Linked DNA regions of Sus scrofa: regions 2, 3, 4, 5 and 6 are each linked to region 1. The links are chromatin contacts, called in public HiChIP or PLAC-seq maps. All regions are on one chromosome and are shown on one strand. Each heading gives the region's core, a stretch centred on a gene start, on an enhancer-like site or on the middle of the called end of the contact. The rest is flanking DNA. Distances are from core to core; before and after follow the strand shown.

Region 1 (2,826 bases), core at 92-2,591:
AGAAACAGAATCTCCACACGCAATCCTCACGCTCAGCAAGTGTCTTCTGGTGTTTAACCAGCATTCCCTCTAGGGCTCTATTAATTTAAATGCCACTCAAAGGCCACGCTTGGAGTTCCTCTGTGGCCTAGGGGTTGGGGAATTGGCGTTGTCACTGCTATGGCTTGGGTTCGGTCCCTGGGTTGGGAACTTCCATGTGCTGCGGAGTGGCCAAAAAAAAAAAGAAAGGAAAAAAGGAAAAAACAGATGAGGGAGAGCTGGCGTTGGTGGCGTTGGTGGCGTTGGTGGGGGGAAGGCTCCCTCTCGGTAGCTAAGGGAGAGCAGAGACGGTCCCCTCCCCCCACCCCACCCCCAAGGCCACGCTGGATCCTGGGAACCACATCACGCTGTCTTTCTGGTCCCCTGTGTGTGTACAGACACACGTAGGGGCAGCTCTCAGCAGAAAGCAGAACTGCCCTGAGCACACACATGTGGACAGTGACTGCACCGGACAGAGGGCACCTTAGCAGCAGCTGCTAAGGGGATGAGAGGTTTTGCTAAGTGGAGCCACGCAGCTCCCAAAGAGCTGGATCAGGCCTGGAACCCACGGCTTCTCCCACTGGAAACCCAGTCTCCCTCCCCCTACCCCCGCCTCATCCCCTCTTGGGCACACCCAAGGCATGTGGAAGTTCCCAGGCAGGGATGGAAGCTGAGCTGCAGCTGTCCCTCCGCCACAGCTGCGGCAATGCTGGGCCCTGAACCCACTGTACTGGGTGGTGCCTGCACCACCACAGAGACAGCACTGGGTCCTTAACCTGCTGCACCACAGCGGGAACTCCGAGCCCTCTTCTCAAGATTCAGTGACGCTTGCACTGGGAGCCAATGCACTTCCGCCAGGTGGCTCCAGGTGGCTGGAAAACGGTCAAGAGTCTGGGCAATACGGGCCATGCGCGCAGAGCAGCTGGGGATTTTCTCCAGCTCAGCATCCAGAGGAGCTGAATTGCTGGGTCAGGTCTGCCAGCTGGCATGGGCTGGGCGGGGCTGGCACCTGGCTGAGAACAAAGCTTGACCCCACGGCTTTCTCCTTCTGCCCAAAGGCCCATTCTCCCTGGTCCCAAAGGGTCCGTGGGCATCCAGGACTGTCCCCAAGGGATCCCCTCCCCGGTCAAGCCTTCCAAACTCCACAGCTCATCATCTGCCCCTAGAGCCCCAGTGGAGCTGTGCCCACCAGGTTTGGCACGCCCTGCACAAACAGCCATTTGTGATAGGAGGGATGTGGACACATCGGGGGCTGATGTCATTATTACTGTTACTTTGTCACAACTTCCTCTAGGCAGACACGATGTCTAAACAGGAAAGACCAGCCTTCCTGTTTGGAGATCAGCGACTTCCAGAAGCAGCTGGCCTGCAGGGCTCCTCTCCAGCCCTCCTCCCCTTCCTGTGGTTTCTGAAGATTTCTTTTTAGTCTGGAAGACCAGTGGGAAATACCAATAAAAGCCCTGCGAAGGGAAGGAGAACCACAATAGGCTGAGTTCGCGGCCGCCAGTGCGGCCTGAGACATGGGCTCTGTTCCAGAAATCTCTCCCTTGCATTCTGCCCCCGCAGGGAGAGTGGTGGCCAGCCTGACTCCAGCACATGGCACAACCCGAGGAGGGGTGGGGACAAGTGTTCTGGCCCCCATGTGGCCTTCCACAGGCATTTCTGCCTTGGGCAGGGTCTGCTGGTCACAGGTGTGGACAGTGGGGCTGGGTGTGGATGAGGCCTCTGGCCTGGAGTCCACCTTCAGGGTTCCAGGGAGGCCAAGGGCCTTGTCCAGTATTTCCACAAAACCCTAAATTTGTTCACGATTTCACTGAGCAACTACCGTATAAGAGATGTTGCCCACAGAAGGGTCTCTGAGATACCACAGTGACTGTGTGTCTTTTTTTTTTCTTTTCTTTTTAGGGCCTCATGTGCAGCATATGGAGGTTCCCAGGTTGGGGGTTGAATAGGAGCCGCAGGGCTACTGATCTACACCACAGCCACAGCAAAGCTGGATTCTTCACCACTGAGCAAGGCCTGGGGCATCCTCATGGGTACTGGTCGGGTTTGTAACCCTCTGAGCCAATACGGGTCTTCCTGCCTGGCGGGACGAGGAGGCCCTTCGGCAGAATTGGGACCCGTGGGTCAAAGTTCCGGAAAGCAGATTTTGCATCAATACAAGAATGAAGCATATTCTCAATAAGAGAGCAGGCTGACTTTACAAAGGAGGGGCCTCCCATCCTTAGAAGTATTCGAACAGAAGCGGGATCACCCCTGCCTGCCGGCAGAATTAGAGCCAACCCCTAGACTAAAGGGGGCTCAATCTAGTCACCCCCATTCTAACTGTCCGGGCCTCCTGGGCACAGTTATCCTTGGCAAGTCCTGGCGATCCCCATTTTGGGGGACAGTCCCTGGCCGCTGTTGAGATGTGGGGGCTGGCAGGTGGACCGCTCCCTACTGAGGCACCAGGTGGGGCCATGGGGGGCGTTTCTGTCTCATGAAGCCTGGATGGAATGTGGGCCTCGAGGCGCCGTGTTTGCAGAGCCTGGCGCCCTGTCCGCCGGGCCTCTCAGCTGAGGTGGCGCTGGAGGGGCTGGCTCTTCTCGTGACCAAGAGAAGGATGTTCCCTCAGCTGTTTTCAAATCACTGTGAACTTCACACTGGGGGCAATTCTGGGATCACACTTCAAAGATGCCATGCGGTGTGGGCGTATGTGCTGTGTGTGTGTGTGGTGTGTGGTGTTGTGTGCGTTAGGTATATAGCATGTGATGTGTACGTATGTTGTGTGTGTGATGTGTGTACATATGTGGGGTATATCTGTGTGTG
Region 2 (2,826 bases), core at 184-2,683, 250 kb before region 1:
GACCAAATGAGGAGCAGATAGAAAAACAGGAGACTCCAATAGCTGAGCCCTGGGGTACAACAGAATTGAAGGGTCAGGGAGGTTATGGGTGTGTGGGTGTGTTTTAGTGCTGTTGGAGTAGCGGTGATTTGCCACACGCTGTGAGCTTCCAGTGTACAGCCACACAAATCAGCCGTACACATTCATACATACCTGCTCTTCTTCAGAGTCTTTTCCCGTCTAGGTTATTGCAGCATATAGAGCAGAGTTCCCTGCGCTTTGCGGCAGGTTCTTGTTCGTTATCTATTCCGTGTGTGTGTGTGTGTGTGTGTGTGTGTGTGTGTGTGTAATGTATGTGACATATATATTTACACAGTCCATGTGTGTATGTCAAATCCCAAGCCCCCAGATTTTCCCTTTACCTCACGTTTCCCTTTTGGCAACCAAGTTTGACTTCGAGATGTGTGAGTCTCATAGGTGTGTTAACTATATCATTTACATACCTGCGAACAATCCTTGATGAGCTAGATTTGGAGTTAAAAAAACTTGAGCTTCTCAAGAATGAAACTGAGGCAAACAGCATGTCGTCGGGAAAATTTGGCCCTCTGAAATATCACTCACGAAGCACCCAGATCTGTGGACTTGGTGTGAAGTTGGCAGTGCTCCCAAGATTTTGGTAAATATTAAGTAGATTCCACCTTGTTTGGCGTTGAACCCCCTCGACACGACAGACACTGATTATAAAGATGAATTTTGCATCGCGCATCCTGAAACGGCCACTAGGTGGCAGAAAAGCATTCGCTAAATTGACTATGAAATTGCAGGCGCGCTCACTCTCGCTCTCTCCTCTCCCTCTCTCTGCTCCTTTTGAACCCTCTGAATTTAAAGATGAATATGTCTATTTAGTGCACAATACTATTTTGAAAGATGTGAGCCACTATTTTCGTCAGAGAGCCGGCAGAGGCGATGTCAGGACACCTGTCTATAATGCAACCAGGGTGAGCCCGGTGTGTGGGGAATGGGCACTTCTTTGGGTTTGGAAATACCTGAATTAAGAGGTGGTCTAGCGAGGAGTAAATTGACTATAATGAGACTGTTAGGCCTTATTCTTAAACTTTTGATGTCAACGCTTTTCAGCTTGGAGCAAGACGAGAAGGGCTCAGAATGCAGAAAGCAAAAAACCCTCTTGGAAAAAGTAAAGCCGCCTTGGCTGGAGCTTGCTGTTGGGATTCTCTGCAGCCACCATGTCACTAAAGCACAAGCCTGTTCAATTGAGAAGGTTTATTTCCTCCTGCTCTCCTTGGGGTGCTGGCGCCCACACTGACCTGCTCCTTGCAGCCACTGGGTCAGCCTCAAAAATAACGAGGCCCGTTTCCCATGCCTAGACAGCCTAGGCTGCAGGTGCGTCCTGGCCTTGGAATTGTGTTAAAAGGACTCCCAGCCAATCCTGGCACAGGACAAGTCTGAGGGCCCCTCGGTTGCTTTAACGCTGGGTGTGTCCGTAACCGGCCTTCCCACAACTCAAATAAGTTCTGCCCGTAAGACACACAAAGGCAGCCTTTCCACGTCGTCACACAGTCAAGGGTGAGTTGTGTTCATTTACCATCTACCGAACGACTTCCAGAACCACGATTTTGCACTGAAAAACTACACATAGGCAATTAAAGCAAGGAAAGAAAGAGCAGGTAATGCAGTTGAGTTGGGTTCTCTGCAAAGGTGTTCGTTTGCTTCTAATTTTGCTTTAGAGTATGCTGTATCTCTCATGGCACTGACTGTTTCCTTTTGCAATGGTATTATGTTCAGCATACTTTAAACACCAAGTTAAACTTGTTTTTCTGCTCTTTGGCGTCGAAGACTTAACTCTTCCTACTTCTTACCAAGGCTCTTTTGTAGTCAGCCCGGGAAAACTGTGTGTGTCCTTTAAGATTCCTCGGGGACTGGGACGCTGGGCTGGGAGGGTCTCACCACCTCGATTAGATAGCAAATTGAGCCCAGACAGGCTTCTTGTATCTCTGACCCTTGACAATGGCTTAAACTGAGCATTTCATTGATAAGATTTGGTGGCTTATTGACACACATGCCTAAACGTATGCTTGTGACCATATGTGCATTCGTGCAGTCATTGCCCATAAATCCTCTTAAAATTCAGTCTGTGGTCTTCATTTGGGTAGACGGCTGAGGATTCTCTCACATTATTGTCATTACTGACTAATTGGGAATTCTTTCCAGGATTTTACTGGTGTTTTCATTAATCCTGCTTTTCCTTTGCTCTTTCTCCCTCTCTCCTGCCTTCTGTCGGCTTGTTTATTTTCCTTTTTTTCTTCTTCTTCTGGCTTTGAAGCTCTGCCTTCTACTTTCATGATTTTTCTAGTTACCTTGAAATTGTCAACATGCACAGCTGTCTTCGCCAACCTATTCCAAAGCAATGCATAAAGAAGTCACCCCTTCATATTTTTGCTCTTGGGGTCTAATGCTTCATACTTCATGGTTTTTAACTGTGCCCCATGGACATAGCATTTTTCAGTCACTCTCAAGATTTGTCACTTTATATTTCTGTCCTCCATCTCGCTCTTGCTTCTGGGTTCAGTTTCCTTCTAGTTGACACACAATTGGATCTTACTCATCATTCAGCGAAGATATAGGAATGGTGAACTTCGGTGTTATAGGTTGTCAGATGTCATTATTTTACTCTCCATAATTGCTTAGCTGGATATTGAATTCTACATGGCAGTAGTTGATTGCCTTCTGGTCTCAGTTGCTGCTGATTTGCAGTCAGCCTTCAGCCTAACGCGCCATAGCTATTATAAATGGCAAGGTTTTCCGTCATGTCTATGATCTAGGTTTGAT
Region 3 (2,826 bases), core at 102-2,601, 220 kb before region 1:
AGGGAGGCAAATTTTTATTGAGGAGAAACACACATCCTCACCCACACAAACCCCACATACCTCACACCACACGTATACATTCTCATTCTTTCAAAGACACACCTGCTACATGATTGGGTTATTTCATGTAGCACCACAAATGGACTTCTAACCTTCCCATTGGGAGAAAGCCAAAAGCCATGTCCAGAGGTGACATTGTGCCCTCTAAGTATAGACTTTCTACGTGATGTCCATTCTTCCTTTCCTTTTACTGTCATCCTCCCTCCATGTAGTGCAACATAGTTTGTTGTTGGCAAAAGCAAAAGAAATGAAGGAACAATTTTTGTATCATTTCTTTTTAAAATGGAAAAATGGGGCTGGGTGTGCAAGAGGATATTTATTAGGCAGTATTAGCAAGCAAGGAAATAGAGGCAGCAAACAGCCTCATTAGTCTAGTGGGAATGCAGTCTTCATTCATTCCATGGTTCCCTGTGGCTTCAGCTTGCAACTCGGTTGGGGTGATGTGCCCAACCGGCAACCTGAAGGGTCCAGGCCCTAGTGGTCCTGACTTTATATAGCTGCTGCAGCTAACCACTGTCTTAACATCTCAGCATGGCAGTTGAGAATGCACCCTCACAAGTAAAATGTTCTAGCCATGATCTTTCAAGTTCTTACTTTTCTTTGGTGAATAGGTCAGTCATCCTTTTCAACCTCGTAACTCAGTGTTTCATCAGTTGCCCTAGAGATAGGCATTGATTCCCTGCTGCATGGAGTCTAAAGTTCAAATTCCTTAGCATAATGCACAACAGTCTTCCTGATCCGGCTTTGCCTCCTCTCCTAGCTTCCTCTTGTCTCTGCGATCTCAGACCTTGCTAAATTAACTGTACCCTCCTCCCCCTCTCTGATCAAGCCAAACTCCCACTGTCTGGCATCCTTCTCCTCTGCCTGCACTTCCCCACCTTATCTGACCTTTAATTCTTATTCATCATTTATTCAGTCTCAGCTGAAGAGCCATTATCTCTGGAGTCTCTTCTCAGCCCAGCTCCCTACACCCCACCACTGCCTTCAGCAGGGCCATAGTTCCTGTAATGCTGGATGATTTCATTGCACTTGTTTGCCCCTATATCTGTCCTTAGCCTATGCTTTCCAAGGGACAGGTCGCTGTTTGATTTACTCTCTGCCTGATTCATTGCCTCCCTAGCTCCGTAAGATAGGGGCGTTCTTCTCTTTACAGCCTAGTTGTTTCCTGAATGATATACAGCAGGTGATAAAAATTTGGATTAAGGTATGAAGCAATACCGCCTTGTGCTGTGATTAACCTCTGTTTATATTTATGTCAACTCTCAACTAGATTGCGAGGGCAAGGGTCAGTGTCTGAGTCATCCTGACCCTCTAGGGCTTGGGAGCAGAGCAAACCCCTGGTCAAGCGGCTGCAGGTAGGTTGGCTGATCCGCTGAAAAGGGAAGCAGCAGAAGGACACCTGGAAACCCGCCCCTTCGAAGTCCTTCTGCTCCCGCCCGGTTGCCTGCGAGCCCCCTGGCCCCAACCCTCCCTGCGCTCCAGCGCCGACAGCCCAGCGCCCCACCGGCCGGCGGCGGGAGGGGCGGGACTTCCGGTCCCTCGCCAATGCCTTCCGGTGCGAGGCGGAAGCCGGCTCCCGGTCCGGATCGGAGCCGGAGAGTCTCAGGCACTGGTCTTCGCGGTGGATGCTTTTCGGCGCCGCCGCAGCCCCGCGCCGCGGGACGGGGAGACCGGGTAGGCACGGGAGAGTCGGGACTCCCCGCGCGGGCAGAGGGAGACTCGGGACCCCAAGGTTTGAGGCAGGGGACCAGGATCGGGGGCCGGGGAGCCCAGAGGGCAGCCGCAGGGGGCTGGGGTGGGAGGCACCCGGGACCCTGAGGCCGAAGAGGCCCCGGAGGGGAGGGGGCGGCGGGTGACACCGGGCGGGATGCATCTCGAAGGAAGGCGGTCCCGCTTGGGGAGTGTCCGGGACTTGGCAGGTTGTCTGCGAGGCCGGCTTCTAGGGGAGGCTGGAGGGGAGGGTCCTTCTCCGAGGGTCCTAGAGGAGAAGGACGTCCTGACCTAACGCATCCGAAAGACGACTAGTCACCTCTTGGATGCTGAACTCGTCTTGCTTCATTTGCAATTGATGCTGGCTCTTTAAGGGAGCGTTTTACAAATTATTTATTCATTTTTTACCCGTGCGGATTTCGGGGAAAAATGTTACATGCCCAGGGAAAACTTGAACTCTTTCTCACCCAGGTCCAACTTAGGCTACATTTCTTTGTCAACAAGATCGTGCTTTAAAGTTGTCTTCATACAAGTAAGCCATGCAAAGTTTTCTTTTTGGAATCTTCTCTGCCCTGCAGAGTTTAGGTTGTCTTATTTTCTTTGTCATGGAATGAACTTCTAAATGCGTTTGGAATTACAGTGATAATTACATGGCAAATCAGTGACGTCACGTTTGCAGTTGCAGATCGTTGTTTTTCTGCCTGACTTTCTGATACATTTTTACCAAAAGTTACCCTATTGTGTTTAGTATTTGAGGGCAATTTTAGATTAGGGTGCAACCAGTTACTAGTAATTTTGGATTTACTGTTATTTTTTATTTCTGCTATAAGGAGGACATATATATTTGCCCTTGACAGTTTTTTAAAAAGTATTGATAATCCACGATCTGTTGTTATATATACATTAGCGCATTTTGTTTTCCTTATTGGACATCATGTAGTATGTAGGCTTGCTTTTATCATTGTCAAAGGTAATTAGTAACTTTATTTGCTACGTTTTATTAATGTTTAATTGATGGCAATTAATATGTACTTTCTAATCTACATCATATAGTGT
Region 4 (2,826 bases), core at 197-2,696, 190 kb before region 1:
AAGCAAAACAAACAAAACAAAAAACCCCCCCCAGTCAATCCTCTCCCCATTCCCGTGAATGGAATGGAGACATCGCCAGTTCTGTGTTGGACAAGCCTACCCGTACCACAGGGAGTGGGGAATCGTTTTCACAAAAACAAGGTAGATGGGTGTTTATTTGTTTTGTCACTGCTGTTTTCTTCATCAGGAAAGTGAGTTTGGAAAGCATGCTGAGTAGCAGAATCTCGGCTTTCACAGCCTGTCACAGACTGGGAGTGGAGTAGATCCCTGTCTGAGAACAGGCCTTCGCTGGAGCGCTAGGGTTCTCGGCTGTCGCAGGGCCGTCGGTGAGCGTCTTTTGTTCAAGGACGCTTCATGGGCTCTGGGTTGACAGTATTTACTATTTGGAGAGCCCGTAGCTACCCTCTTGTACCCTGCTTTTTCTGACCGTAAACTACCTTTGATCTCTGACTCTGTTGGATGATTTAGGGACGTATTTAGACTACTGGGCGGGACTGGTAGCGGGGCAGGAGGGCTGGGCCCAAGGCGACGGGGGTAGGAAAGGCCAGGCCCGCTGCTGTGCCTCGGTCTTCACCACTGTGGGCCTTTGTTGACCACGTTTCTCACCTGACCACTGCTTTGCCGTGACTGTGAGAAACTACGATGTGATGTGTGAATTATGAGGCATTCATTTCATTTCAGATGTTGTGAATCGGGCTCTAAATTCACTTGACAGAAACCAGAGCTCGCCCCAGAGACTGTTCAGGAAGTAGAATTGGAGCCTGAGGCCCTGGGCCCGATTCTTGGCTTTTCCTCTTCCTGTTTGTGTCACTCTGTGCAAAACACGTTGTTTGTCTTACTCTGTTTCTCTTTACTAAAGGGAGGGCTAGTTACTTCTGCTGCAGGTTGTTGGCAGTGAGGTTTAAATGAGACGCCAAGAGAGGATTTTAGAAAGTTCGGAAGAGCTGTGTGAATGGGACGTGTCATCGGTCGATGGGAGCCTTGGGAGGCAGGCAGTGTGTCTGTCACAAGTACCTGCAGAGTTAAGGCTCGAGTCCTGAGGTGGTGACAGCTCTGACGGCAGGGCCTTGTTCATTGTACCATGTTGTGCCAGCCTTTCTACAGAACCGTGTTTATTTCATGTTCTCTGTTTCTGAGTTGAAGCACTTTGTACCATTTATTTTCAATTTCCCCACTTCCTCCGAAGTTTGCTTGTTCCTTCTCCAGCCAGAAGGAAAAGGTGTGGCAGAGCCTAGTGCCTGGTCTGTGGCTGCAGAGAGAAGCCCCCCCTTTGCAGGCTGGTCCCTAAAGTGAGGCGGGGAGGCCGCAGGGGGCGGGGGCTTCCCTCCCCGTTGGCTGCCTGCCTGCGATGAAGGGGGCAGCTGGCAGCTGGGCATCCTGAGGACACACATGCTGAGGAGAAGAAGGTTTGGGTAGAAGCGAGGCAGAGGTAGGCTTAGCAGTTGAATGGAGAATTCAGAAAAGGAGTTTGGTCTGGGTCCGGCCGTGGACCACCCGGCCTCTCTAGAGATAGTCTGTCCCGGCCACGTGGCGAGGCCCGAGCCGACTTGCCCTCCAGGGGGCGTACTTTCCAAATGCTGCCCTTCCTATGGTTCTTAGGGCTGTAAATAGTGTTCTCATGCTGATAGGTGGTAGTTAGGACGCATTTTTAAAGACATGCTCCTGTGATTATTTTTTGTAAGTTAAATATATCCTTCAAATTAGTTCTCCTGAAAGCAAACTATTGACTCATATCCTAGCTCTGTTACATGTGGCTGTATGTAATTGGGCAAGTTAGTCAATTTCTTTTGACTTTTCTTTTCTTTTTTTGCTTTTTACGGGCACACCTGCGGCATATGGAGGTTCCCAGGCTAGGGGTCGAATCGGAGCTGTAGCCGCCGGCCTACACCACAGCCACAGTCACACGGGATCCGAGCCACGTCAGTGACCTACACTACAGCTCATTCAACACTGGATCCTTAACCCACTGAGTGAGGCCAGGGATCAAACCCATGTCCTCATGGATCCTAGTCGAGTTCGTTACTGCTGAGCCACGGTGAGGACTCCTGATTCACGTTGAGGATGACGGCAGGGTAGGGCCTGCCCTAATCTAGTTTCCTTCTCTTGATTCAGATAGCCCGAGGCTCCTCTGGGGACCATGAGCCTAGATGCGGAGGTCTGAATCTGTTGGAAGCGTACTTTTCAGAGGTGCTGGGTGCACCCTCTTCTTACTGGCCCCTCTCAGAATCTGTACCCCTTAGCAGGCCAGTGCCAAGAATGCCCTCATGCCTTCTTCCCTTCCCTGCCAAGTGCAAGTTACACTCGCTAAGTCTTAAGTTTGCCTCAGTACTTCTGGGTATAATCAGTAGGTTTCCTGGCACACTTGTTTTTTTTTCCTTCATTATTTAGGGAATACTTTATTAGTTTCTGTAATCAAACCCATGTAGATAAGACCTTCCATATTTAATACACTGCGTTACCCCTGTACAAATGGAAAAAAAGAAATTGTGTTTAACATTTCTAGACCAGTGTGGCTGTTAGTTTCTGTATGATGCCAGCCCAGCACGGTACAGCTGAGATACTTTTCCCAGTTTCCTGGCACACTTGTGCATGTTCTAATATGTAGTAATATTTTCTCAAGGAAATCCCTTCTCTGGAATTTTGGAATGCCTTCGCATGCCTCTCCTTTTTAACCTCCTATAAAAATTTTCTGATGAGGAAGTATTTCATTAGAAAACATAAAGGCTGGTAGAGGCTTTACTTGTGTTCCTTCTTGTAGCCTGTTTTCTGGTTTAAATAAGCTAAAGGTTTTTGTTAAAAACATCCACAGCTTGTTATAATTGACAT
Region 5 (2,826 bases), core at 241-2,740, 170 kb before region 1:
TAGGCTGGCAGCTACAGCTCTGATTAGACCCTGAGCCTGGGAACCTCCATATGCCACAGAAGCGGCCCTAGAAATGGCAAAAAGACCAAAAAGACCAAAAAAAAAGATCTTCAGTTGGAGGATTTGTTTACCAACTCTTGAGGATTCTGTGTGAAAAGCTGCCTCCAATCAGGACCTTCATTTGGCTTCCCCTGTTTTTGTTTTTGTTTTTTTTTGTCTTTTTAGGGCCACACCCAGGGCAGATGGAGGCTCCCAGGCTGGAGGTCCAATAGGAGCTGTAGCCACCAGCCTACACCACAGCCACAGCAACAGGGGATCCAAGCTGCATCTTTGACCTACACCACAGCTCACAGCAACACCAGATCCTTAACCCACTGAGCGAGGCCAGGGGTCGAACCTGCAACCTCATGGATCCTCAGTGGGTTCCTTACCCCTGCGCCATGAGGGGACCTTCGGGCCGTCCCTCTTCTTTCACCCTGCCTTTCCTCCTCGGCCCCTCTCCTCACAGCCCTTTTGTGCAGAGAGTAAGGAAAAGAAATTCAGCACTTGAATTCTTCACACTGTGGGAGCTTTGTAAGATCAGGTAGAAGTGATAGATGTGAACAAATAATATTTGAAAGCCGTGAAGGTTATGTTCTTATATCTTCTAATTAAATGGAAGAGTGTATTATCTTCCTTAAGAAGAATGTGTGTGGAGGTAACCAACACACTAAACTATTTAGAAAGCAACGTATTTTAGCCAATGATGCGCCTTAACCTTCCCGGGATTAGTGCCTGGCAATTGTTATTATGCACTAGTAGGTAGACCCCTGTCACCAGGCTTATCAAACACAAAGGTTGCATTGTACCTGGGGTGTTCTCATTTTCATAATTCATCTTATTTGGGTGCTAAGTGCTTTCCCTGCTTAACAAAACAACATCTAGGGAGATGAGAGCTCAATTTTGCAGTGTCGAGAGCTTCCTCCTTTTTATTTCAAAACATGTTTTTTCTCCCCACCTTTGGAAGGTATTTTGACTTATTCAAACTTTGCCTAATATTAAGAGTACCGTAATTTATAAGCTATAAAAGTTTGTGATTCGAATGCTTCCTATCTAATGGGCCTGGAATTTTTCTCCAATTAGAGGAGAGGCAAGACCATTATTCTCCAGTTTCAAAAAAAAGAATGCAGCTGCTTGCAAGGGGAAAGCTAAACTAACAGAACATTTAATATTTTTGAAAAATATGTCCTGGGGGAAAAGGCTTTTCTGTTCAAAAAGATATTAAATTATTTAGCTTGGCAGCTCCAGGGTGTGAATATTTTGAACCCCATCACTGTCATTTATTTTTTATTGAGTTCACTTGGAACAATTGGAAGCCATTCTGACATGAAGTCCTTTATTAAATCTCGTATAAACTCTGGCTGCAACTGCCTGCACGTTACTGTGCTGTGCAGAGGCACGTTCCAATGTTGGTGCATCAGTGTTTAATTTTCAAAACTCAGCAAATGGCAGCACTGCAGCCAAAAATTCCTCCACTGAGATTCCTTCCGGCCCAGATGAAACTAATAGTTCCAGGCTGTGTTGCTGTCATTCATTACTAATCCAGGTATGGCTGCTCACTGGTTTTAATTTTCTTTTTCTGAACTTGAAGGCAGTGTTTGCCTTTTTCCCATGAGAAGCCAGTGATAATGTGCCTGAAGTTCCAGCAACTGCAGAGCGTGGGCCTTTTCCACGCAGACATAACTAGGCTTTGTTTTCGGGCCAGTATAGCTATAACCTCGATGACAGACACATTACAATGGAGGCTTATGGGAGGGGATTAAGGAAAACTAAGGATGTATTAGGGATTTGCCCCAAGTTTTTGAAGTTGGTGTCAGGGAAAGCAGCTGCTTCCTACCGCAAGATATCCTTGATGCCACTTGCTGTTCTGGAACAGAATGTTGAGTTGCAGGAACAATGTGTTTTCATGTTTCTTAGAATTCTTGTTGTAAAGCTAGTAGAACTTCCAGAAATATTTAAAATGTTATCACCAAGGATCATTTTGATAAAATCAGAATCAATCATTTTGCATTTTAACCTGTTTTATACTTGAAAGCAGAATGTGCAAAATAAAGATCATAGAATTTGGAATTGGATACTTCTGGCTTTTTCTCAGCTGGCTCTGTCTCTTAGGCCAGTGATCTCAGATCCCTGCGTCTCAGTGTTTCCATTTATCAAATGGGATGATAGATTACAGGGTTGGTGTGGAGATTCATGAGATGGTAGATATAAAGTGCCTCTGTAAGGCCAGGATCTCTTTGGTACTCAGCAAATGTTAGATTATGTATTTATTACCAGTTATGTCTGTTTGTTCAGTCTGTCTGCTCACCCACCCCATGCTTGCCTATTTATATTTATCTTCTAATTCTTTGTTGTCTCCCCATTTTTTTTGTTAATCCAGCTCTATTCTTTGACATTTAAAAGATGAAAAATATTCAGCATAATGGTTAAATGAATAAAAAATAAAATATCTGAAGTTCTCTCCCAAGAAGCTTCGAAGGTTGTATTTTCTTAGCGTGACTCTGGCCTGGTAGTGTGTCAGCATCCTGAGTCGGTCTGTCTCCTGGGGAGGCTTTACCAGGCTCACAGACCAGTGTACAGAGCCACTACTGTCTGCTCCGGAGAGTAAGTGGGATGGATGGGTTCTCTAGCCGCCACTGGAGTGCATGCCTGCGTAAGAAGCTGTCATCGTCGGGGGGTTTCTTGGGGGAGGGAATTGAGGAGTTCCCGTCGTGGCTCAGCGGTGATGAACCCGGCTAGTGTCCACGAGGACATGGGTTTGATCCCTGGCCTTGCTCAGCAGGTTAA
Region 6 (2,826 bases), core at 231-2,730, 150 kb before region 1:
GGGCTGAGCCCATGGCATAGGGAGGTTCCCAAGCTAGGGATCGAGTCGGAGCTACAGCTGCCAGCCTACACCACAGCCACAGTAACACGGGATCTGAGCCACACATGGGACCTACACCACAGCCCATGGCAACGCCGATCCCTGACCCACTGAGTGGGACCAGGGATTGAACCCTCATCCTCATGGATACTTAGTCAGATTCATTTCTGCTGCACCACGACAGGAACTCCCTGGATGTTCATTTTGTTTCATGAACATTAGTTGCTTGCTGTGTGTGTTGGGGGGGGAAGGTCTGACTGATTAGTCGTGGTGTAAGAAGAAGTGAGTTTCAACTTCTGGGGCATACCATGTGGATAGATCTTTAATCTTTAATAAGTAAATTAAAAATGAAAATCAAGTACTAACACTTTGGTGAGCAGCGATGCATTTTCTATGCATAAACCCTTCTTGCCAGCCATTTCACTCCTTAATGCAATACACTGGGGAAACTCCTGCAAAGGTACGAAGGATGTACGTAAGTAGGTTCTGTACAGCTCTGTCTATAATTGTAAAATAGCAGAACTACCTAAGTATTCATCAGAAAGGACTAGGGAAATAAATTCTGATGTCTACACTGTTAAGCAGTTAAGAATGAAATAGAGCTGTATATGAACATAAATCTCAAAACCAGCCTTGAGTAATAAAGTTGCAGAATGATAGATAGGATATGATAGTGTTTATATAAAACGTAAAATAGTGCATGTATTACCTATGGATATGTATGTTGTAGGAGTATAAGATACGCATGGAATGGAAACTCTGCATTTAGGATGGTGGTTACCCCATTTGGAGGGAAGAAATAGACTAGAACCCTAAAATGATCCACAGGGCCTCCGTTTTGCTTGTAATGTTTTATTAAAAAAAAAAAGGCAACTAAGTCAAATTAAAAGATTTTTATCAAGCTGGGAAGCAAGTCCATGGATATTCATTGTACAGGTCCTTTTATTTCTCTGATGTTTATTTCACATGCAGGCAAGGTAGATACCTGGTGTTCTAAAAGCATCAGGAGGAGAGAGACAGCGGGGCCTCTGCCGTCTGGGAGGCTTGGGTTAGTCCTTTCCCAGCTTTGCTTTGTGCTTCTGTGGCCTCCAGCTCGCTGCTTTCTCTCTGAGATCACTGGTTACCGCGTCTATAACATGAGGATAATAAACTTCTCCGTCCCAGTTTGTTGTGAGGAATAAATCCCACAGGTAAAACGGCTTTTTGTTGTTGAGATGCAGACGTGCCAAGCCCTGGGAAGGACATAGGCGTGTAACCCGCATCGTCCCCACTTTTACATAACTTGGGAGTCTAGTGAGGGAAAGAAATGATCAGTTCATCACCCAAGCGGATGTCGGTGCCATCTGTGATCTGTCTTCAAGGACAAGTGGAAAGGCACTATGAGTCAGGGAGTGTTAGGGACCACGCGTCCGTGTCCCCCCACATCCACGTGGTGACGCCATAATTCCCGCTTCAAGGTGTCTGGAGGTGGGGTCTTTGCGGGACCTTAGGTCTCAGAGTGGAGCCCTGGGGTGGGGGGGATCAGCGAGACGGAGCGAGCTCGCTTCCTCTGGCTTTCCTGCCGGAGGAAACCAGCAAGGGGGCTCTGACCTGCGCCCAGCCCTGCTGCCCCCCGGTCTCCATCAGCCTGCAGATCTGTGAGGACTCCGAGTCTTTTCAATCCCCATCGGCGGTATTCTTGATACAGCGGCGGCCGGGACTGATGAGGGCAGGGATTCGAGCCTTCCGGGGGTGGGGAGGGGGAGGCGACTGAAACGTTGTGGGAGGGGGCACAGGCCTTAGAAGGCGCTGGAAAGGGTTGCGGGTGGGGGGCGCAGGGCCGGAGCGGGAAAGGCACGTCTGCAGGCGCCGAGGCCCCGCGGCCTCATTGGGCGTGAGCTGCCCTCAGCCGGGGACCCCGCGCTAGAATTGCATCCATCAGGGCGGAGAGAAGAAACGCTTAGAAAGGCAGTTTGGAAACGGCTTGAAATAACGCGTCGCTGTTAGGGAGCCCCAGGAGGTGGGCTGCCGAACTGGCCCCGAGCGGTCCGAGCTGGTGTGTGTGGACGGCCTTGAAAGGCCAAGGACCCAGAAGCAGAAGTTGTTTCCACCAACTAATGGGTGGTGGTTTTAACTTTTATGCAATCGGAAAAGTTTGCCAGTGACGGCCCACCTTAATGGCCATCTTCTTTAAATAGAACAGACTCCTTAGCTGTGCAGATTCTAAGCTTGGGCTGCATTATGCAAACACAGAGTTAGAGCCTAAAGTAAATAGTGAGCCCGAACCGAGGAGCTCAAGTCTTCTGAGTAGATTCCTTTGTGTGCAAACGCACCGTGACCAAGGTGACGCCTCCTTCAGCTGCAGTGCTCCGTACATTCACGTGTAAAATGTTTTCCATACGTTAATGAATTGTACAGATACTTGTTGAGGGTTTACTGTGTCCGAGGCACCCAGTGCTCCGTGTCACAGGGCAGGTGTCGGCAAATGAGTGTGTTGCCTGTTGCGTCTCTGAAAGGCCACACCCCTCCGTCCCCTGCTGTGGAGCAGCTCCCCAGCAGTAAGGAGGTGACCAGAAACTGGATGAGAGGAGAGAGGTTGGGGACCATCTGTTAAGAAAAGAAAAGAAAAAAAAAATTTTTTTCTTTATTGGTCACAGCTAGAGGATGCTATGGACTCAACTTATATTCTGAAAACTGGTAAAGGGAAGGAAAGAATTAAGGGCTTTAAAGTACACGTTAAAATATAGAGAAATACGGAGATACACGTTTTTAATGGCTGCTTAAAATTCTGCTCCAGGATTAATTTAT

Evidence for each region. HiChIP or PLAC-seq counts read pairs in DNA pulled down with a chosen protein or histone mark.
Region 2: a contact with region 1 is called in an H3K27ac HiChIP or PLAC-seq map of alveolar macrophages. The contact joins the promoter of FAM177B here to the enhancer-like site in region 1. A contact is called at or near these places in 12 of 47 Hi-C or Micro-C datasets (blood, embryonic fibroblasts, epiblast stem cells and 7 more) and 2 of 2 datasets of contacts at active chromatin or transcription factors (alveolar macrophages and skeletal muscle).
Region 3: an H3K27ac HiChIP or PLAC-seq map of alveolar macrophages shows a contact between it and region 1. The contact joins the promoter of DISP1 here to the enhancer-like site in region 1. A contact is called at or near these places in 3 of 5 promoter capture datasets (fetal liver, fetal skeletal muscle and liver), 26 of 47 Hi-C or Micro-C datasets (adipocytes, adipose tissue, alveolar macrophages and 14 more) and 2 of 2 datasets of contacts at active chromatin or transcription factors (alveolar macrophages and skeletal muscle).
Region 4: a contact with region 1 is called in an H3K27ac HiChIP or PLAC-seq map of alveolar macrophages. The contact joins two enhancer-like sites. A contact is called at or near these places in 3 of 47 Hi-C or Micro-C datasets (embryonic fibroblasts, epiblast stem cells and heart right ventricle) and 2 of 2 datasets of contacts at active chromatin or transcription factors (alveolar macrophages and skeletal muscle).
Region 5: an H3K27ac HiChIP or PLAC-seq map of skeletal muscle shows a contact between it and region 1. The contact joins two enhancer-like sites. A contact is called at or near these places in 2 of 47 Hi-C or Micro-C datasets (embryonic fibroblasts and epiblast stem cells) and 2 of 2 datasets of contacts at active chromatin or transcription factors (alveolar macrophages and skeletal muscle).
Region 6: an H3K27ac HiChIP or PLAC-seq map of skeletal muscle shows a contact between it and region 1. The contact joins two enhancer-like sites. A contact is called at or near these places in 2 of 2 datasets of contacts at active chromatin or transcription factors (alveolar macrophages and skeletal muscle).

What each region holds. Positions count from the first base shown.
Region 1 is chr10:11,740,195-11,743,020 of Sscrofa11.1, forward strand. No RefSeq gene overlaps it. Among named protein-coding and RNA genes, the nearest start is that of WDR64, 94 kb to the right of the region's middle. Within about 2 kb of position 1,342, at least 31 of the 83 cell types and tissues checked have an H3K27ac peak or open chromatin away from gene starts, as enhancers often do. A contact at or near this core is called in adipose tissue, alveolar macrophages, fetal liver and 7 more, where this site is marked.
Region 2 is chr10:11,489,931-11,492,756 of Sscrofa11.1, forward strand. FAM177B (protein FAM177B) reads left to right here and starts at 1,434. Exons shown (of 6, transcript XM_003130514.3): 1 at 1,434-1,664.
Region 3 is chr10:11,525,002-11,527,827 of Sscrofa11.1, forward strand. It overlaps DISP1 (protein dispatched homolog 1), which reads left to right and starts at 1,352. Exons shown (of 8, transcript XM_021064356.1): 1 at 1,352-1,415.
Region 4 is chr10:11,552,780-11,555,605 of Sscrofa11.1, forward strand. The region is part of intron 1 of DISP1 (protein dispatched homolog 1); the gene reads left to right. Among named protein-coding and RNA genes, the nearest start is that of DISP1, 28 kb to the left of the region's middle. Within about 2 kb of position 1,447, at least 22 of the 83 cell types and tissues checked have an H3K27ac peak or open chromatin away from gene starts, as enhancers often do. A contact at or near this core is called in alveolar macrophages and skeletal muscle, where this site is marked.
Region 5 is chr10:11,572,176-11,575,001 of Sscrofa11.1, forward strand. The region is part of intron 1 of DISP1 (protein dispatched homolog 1); the gene reads left to right. Among named protein-coding and RNA genes, the nearest start is that of DISP1, 47 kb to the left of the region's middle. Within about 2 kb of position 1,491, at least 10 of the 83 cell types and tissues checked have an H3K27ac peak or open chromatin away from gene starts, as enhancers often do. A contact at or near this core is called in skeletal muscle, where this site is marked.
Region 6 is chr10:11,590,836-11,593,661 of Sscrofa11.1, forward strand. All of the region lies in intron 1 of DISP1 (protein dispatched homolog 1), which reads left to right. Among named protein-coding and RNA genes, the nearest start is that of DISP1, 66 kb to the left of the region's middle. Within about 2 kb of position 1,481, at least 43 of the 83 cell types and tissues checked have an H3K27ac peak or open chromatin away from gene starts, as enhancers often do. A contact at or near this core is called in alveolar macrophages and skeletal muscle, where this site is marked.